2 separate regions of the Macaca mulatta genome follow, and region 1 is linked to region 2. The links are chromatin contacts, called in public Hi-C maps. All regions are on one chromosome and are shown on one strand. Each heading gives the region's core, a stretch centred on a gene start, on an enhancer-like site or on the middle of the called end of the contact. The rest is flanking DNA. Distances are from core to core; before and after follow the strand shown.

Evidence for each region. Hi-C and Micro-C count contacts between places; a contact is called where the count stands out from the background.
Region 1: a Hi-C map of fetal cortical plate shows a contact between it and region 2, with 2.3 times the contacts expected there. The contact joins the promoter of LDHB here to the promoter of GOLT1B in region 2. A contact is called at or near these places in 2 of 14 Hi-C or Micro-C datasets (fetal cortex germinal zone and fetal cortical plate).

The regions. Positions count from the first base shown.
Region 1 is chr11:24,082,610-24,085,309 of T2T-MMU8v2.0, reverse strand. LDHB (lactate dehydrogenase B) reads left to right here and starts at 1,262. Exons shown (of 7, transcript XM_077953704.1): 1 at 1,262-1,350.
Region 2 is chr11:23,941,172-23,943,871 of T2T-MMU8v2.0, reverse strand. It overlaps GOLT1B (golgi transport 1B), which reads right to left and starts at 1,420. Exons shown (of 5, transcript XM_015151249.3): 1 at 1,261-1,420. The coding sequence starts at 1,285. RECQL (RecQ like helicase) reads left to right here and starts at 1,574. Exons shown (of 16, transcript XM_077953692.1): 1 at 1,574-2,039.

The DNA.
Region 1 (2,700 bases), core at 13-2,512, 140 kb before region 2:
CTTGGCTATTCTTGCTTCAAACCTGGATTTAGGGTTAATGTAATACTTTTGAGATTATCCTCCAAGCTCTTTTCCTCACCATCACATTTTAATTTGTAACTGGACTGTATCTTCAGTCATTCAAAGTCCCCACTAGCTGAATGATTTGAAGAGTTTGAGGCTTATGAATTCTTCTCAACAAACCCTTCTCTTAGTGATTCTTTCCTCTGAATTTTTATTGTACTTTAACCAGATTTCTATCGCCACTTATCACATTGTATTGTAATTGAAATAGGTTGCCTACTTGTCTATCGCCATTGGACTAGGAACACCTCAGAGGGCATAGTGTTATATTTATGTTTTTACCAATGCTTGGCACTGAGAAGAAACTGAAGCAATAATTATAGAATTAGTGGTCATATACAAGAAATATGCGTTTACAAAAAAAAACCAAACAAACCATTTTTCACATATAGGGAGTTTGTGAGATGGCTATATTTGAAAGCATTTTCATTATAAGAAAACAGAACTGAAGCCAGACTCTTCAGAATTCCTCCAGTTTATCATTCATTCATTTATTCATCAATGCTATATATTTAGGTACCAAGCACTGGCTGAGGGTTGAAGACGGGATGAATGACAACATCGAGCTCTGGAGTCGATCAGGGACTAAAAAAGAAAGTGCATCTCACTTAGTGGTCCCACCATTTCCCCTAGAGGGCAAAGCCGGACCTTGAGACCAGGTGGAATTGTAGGGGAACTTCAGAAGTCAAGGACCAGGCCTCATTGGCCTTGTCAGGCAACGAGTAAGCAATCAGTGCGTGTTTGTTGAAACGCGTTGAAAAAAAATAGTCATCTTCATCAAATGAACTTTAAAACGGAGATGATCTAAATTCAGATGTAGTTTTTTAAGTCCTTTAAAGTTTAACTGAAATGCAACATAGAAATGTATTTCTATTTGTACTAAATCTAATTGAACAACATCTAATCGATTTTGTTAAAATCCAGAAGAGTCGGGGATGGGCAAGTTTTAGAAATAACGTGGCCTCCGCATTAAAGAGCCTGCGAGATGTGAGACCAGCTGAGAGCGGAGGCCTCTGGAAGGTGACCCCCTTATCTGGAGGGTGGGGGAGGGAGTGTGCACACTTGAGCCCTTGTCCTTGAAGGGGATTGAGCGAGCCGAGGGGAGGGGTAGGCGGTGCTCCGGTTTCCAATCACAATGGAGAAACCTAAGAGGCTGCGGAGGTTGTGGGGCCCCGCCCCCGCCCCCTCCTCCCTCCTTGCAGAGCCGGCGCCGGAGGAGACGCACGCAGCTCACATTGTGTTCTCCGCACTGCTGTTACTGAGGTCTCCAGCGTCTTCTCCCTCCTGGTAGGTTTCGGCTCAGGATCCTGAATCCTGGCTCACAGACTAGCCTGGTGGGACGTGCGGGGGAGTAATTGTGTGGGGAGCCGCGGGAAGGAGGAAGAAGCACATCTCTCCTCCGTGGCCTTTCGCCCTGAGCATCCGGCCTCGGGCCCTGACTCTGCCGCTCGGTTTGGGGCGCAGGGCGAGTAGTGCCCTGGCGGAGGAGCAGAAGGCGGAGGGTAGCAGCGGCGGCTCAGGGGAGTTCTATCAGGGGAGAGACTTGCTGCATTTGCAGCTAAAACCGGGCCCTGCTTGTCCTTGGTGGGTTCATGGCGGCCGCATCACCCCCACGGCCTGCTGGCGGGAGTCGGGACACGTGCCCAAGTAGCTGGGGGAGGGGGACGGAACCAGGTGGCCTGTGAAGGCTGGACGATCTTTACCTCGAATATTTCAATCTACTACCAAGGTAATAGAGAAATGCCCCTGCACTCGCTGGGATGGGGAGAAAGGCACCTAGATGACCAGCATGTTTGGCGCTGTACTTATCTTTACCCGGCTCTCAGCCTTTCCGGGAGCTATGCGCCAGTTCTTTCCTGCAGGGCCTCTTTTCTTGATGCTTAGGTGCTTCGTTTACTTTACCAGCCTTGGGTTCTCCGAGTAAGGAAGTCCTAGACTTGTCCCCACAGACCTTACTCGGGGAAATCTCTAGCTTCTGCCTGCCCTTGTGATCTGCTGTTGTTTGCTGCCTGTACCCTGAGGAGGACATGGTTTGTGCGCGCCGCGAGCAGTACAAGCTGCAGTAAGGGCCTGGGGGATGGGGGGAGGGGAGGAATTCAAAAGCAAAACCTGAATCTTTAAAAGATTACTGTGAGAAAGATTCTTGAAAGGAGATCTTTGTTCCTGAAATTAAGGCACTCGCTTATTTCTAATGATATATATCCACAGCAGTGAGGAGACATAAGGGACCAAGACTCAGACAAATTTTTACCGTTTGTCGTTCTTTTTTTTTTTTTTTTTTTTTTTTTTTGAGGCAGAGTCTCGCTCTGTCGCCCAGGCTGGAGTGCGGTGGCGCGATCTCGGCTCACTGCAAGCTCCGCCTGCCGGGTCCACGCCATTCTCCTGCCTCAGCCTCCCGAGTAGCTGGGAGTACAGGCGCCCACCACCACGCCCGGCTAATTTTTGTTTTTGTATTTTTAGTAGAGACGGAGTTTCACCGTGTTAGGCAGGATGGTCTTGATCTCCTGACCTCGTGATCCACCTGCCTCGGCCTCCCAAAGTGCTGGGATTACAGGCGTGAGCCACTGCGCCCGGCCGGTTTGTCCTTCTTGTTCCTTGCAGCCTGCACTCTGATGTTGGCACAGGCCCGTATATCAT
Region 2 (2,700 bases), core at 171-2,670:
ACCTTTATGTAATTGCCAGTAATTATTATTACACCAGATTCCTACCCGCTTAAGACTACATTTTTATTTTCTTTGATCAGAATAGGCCAGGTCAATGGACCAAAGTGGGCGGCAACGTTGGGGCAGGTGGCCCCAAGGAGCAGCCGCAGTCCAGCCTCAGGAGGGAAGACAGTCTGACTGGGGGGTGGCAGTGTGTGTAGGAGGCCTTAGAAGCTCTGTGAAGTTGGTCTGCCATGACTTGAATCTACACATGAAGACTCCACTTTAAAATAGGGCATTTTAAATAAACTTCTATTTTTTACTTCAATACACTGTTTAAGTCTTAAAATCTTGAAAATCTCAGTTAACTGGAATGAAATGAAAGGCGTGGCAGATAAAGCAAAGTGAGACAAAAAGGGACTCTTACGACCATCAAAAGATGAGGCATAGAGCTTGGGCAGACATAAATACAAAAATTATTAACATTAACAAAAAGCAGTAGGAAAGTGGAAATATTATAATGAGAGAAAAGGAAACCGGTATCAATGCTAGCTTTAGAGATGAAATAGGCCTGGAGAACTCTGTGGCAGGCAGAGAGTGATGCTAAAATAACAAAACAAGCCACAAAGCACAATATACAATACCAACGAAATACATCCTTTAATGGAACACAAAGTGGCTTTTCTCTACTGCTTGAAACTTTAGCAGGTAGAAAAGTGAGAATGTTTCAAGAGATTTCTAAAAGGTTGCTTACAGTACTGGCAAAAAGCGAATATTCAAAATGCCACATTTAAGCGTAAGCACATTTTCAAAAAGAGCCTACTGTAGGTGACATTTAAAATACCGCCTCCCAAATAACCAGCCAGCCAGGGACTTGTAGAGGACCCGAAGTGTGTCATGCGCATAAACGATCCCGAGAGTGGGCCGTGGGCACCACGCAAACTTTCTCTTGTGGCGAGCCCCCAGAACAAAGCGCCTATCTCACTGGGGATGAGGAGATCATCGCGACCCTGGAATGAGACAGACTCGGCTAAAGCTCCCCTCCCCAGCTACGGCGTCCCACCCTGCCCCACAGACTCTTCTCCCAGGTCAGGTCCGCCACTGCAAGTCTAGCCCCGGCATCCCCAAGGCAGCCCCTTAGGGTCCCAGCAGCCCTAGCTCTGTCTCGCAGGCCGCCGCCCCCAACCCGGAGCTTCATTCATTGACCCTGTGGAGGGGCAAGACCCAGCCAGGTGATGGGTGTGCACGGCTCGAGGCGGGGACCCCGGAGCAGGTGCTTACTCTGCGTGTCCGTTAAGGAGATCATGGCTGCAGTGTTGGGGACAGCGGCGAGAGCACCTCGGAAAGCCCAGGGTGGGAAGCTGAGTCGGGAGAAATGAAGCCGGGAAACAGCCCAGGCGAGAGCCGCCACGTCTTCCGGAAACACGCAGCCACCCTCACTGCCGCTTTAAGACCGCTTCCTATTGGCGAAACCTGCTTCCAATCTCAACCAATAAATCGTAATGTTGTTCGGTGACGCTCATGGTGACCACACCCCTTGACCAATTAGAGAAGGGTGTTATTTGTGATTGGCTGAACGGACCGACCCGGAAGGGTGGATGCTCTCAGCTGGGTGGCGGGAAGATTTTACTCCCGAGCAGAAGAAAGATCGGCTCGAGGCCTGGGTGCTTTGAAGTCGGAGATCCGAGAGTCGGAGATCGGAGAGTCGGACACAGGAGAGTCGGACACTGGAGAGTCAGACACCGGAGAGTCAGACTGGGCTCCTCAGTGGGGAGAGGCTCTGGGATAACTACTGTTACAGCTTTGAAGGGTCAAGGGTGTGCGTTTCTTGTTTCATTCTTCCCTTTCCTGCTGGAGGGCGAGGCCGGTCTGTAGCGGGTCACTTCCTTTCGCCCACACATTGGCGGAGGAGAAACCGGAACGTTAATCACTGCTCTGCTCCGAGAACTCGGGCCTTTAGGGGCACGTTCGCCTGCTGACCGGTCTTTTGATCTCCCCACTCTTTTCTATGCAGGAGCCTTGGCCACCGAAGCCTGTTTATTAGCAGCTGCCATTTGTTGGTAAATACTACTGGGGATGCTTCTTCCATCCCCTGCTTCACAGCAGCGGAAGGAAGGGCGTTACTAATATTCAATTACTATTGCCTCTAAATGCAGGTGGCGGGGAGAGAGAGGTTTTAGCCTGTGGTACCTCAGTGGCGTTTCCTCCAACATTGATGACTGGCTGTCACCTTGTAACATTTTTCTTGTGGATGCCTAGCTTATACTTCTGAGTGACAAACCCGCTGTAGTTCAATTTCTGGATACATTTTATGTTGAGATATCTTCTGCTAACAAATCACATTATTTTGGGAAGGAGCAGTCTTTTAACGGCATAATCAAAGGAGTCATTTAAAATCGTGGGGGGAAATTGGATATATAGACTGTGTCTTTTCTTAAGGGTAGAAACAGCTCCTGCCGCCTTAGCAAACCTGAGCCCTCACTATATCAAGGCATTTTGCTGAGCTGTGCGGATACAAAGGTGAAGAGATTGAACTCCAGCCCTGCTAAAGGACCTTACAGTCTATGGATGGAATGTTACATTTCCATTACGTGAAGAGATGTTTGTATAAAGAATTAGAAGTCCTTGGTTTACTCTCCTATTTAGCCTTCTTTTAATGGTGTGGTTATTTCCACATTCTTTAGCAAGGCAAAAAAGAGTCAGCCTATCTTTCCAGCCTAG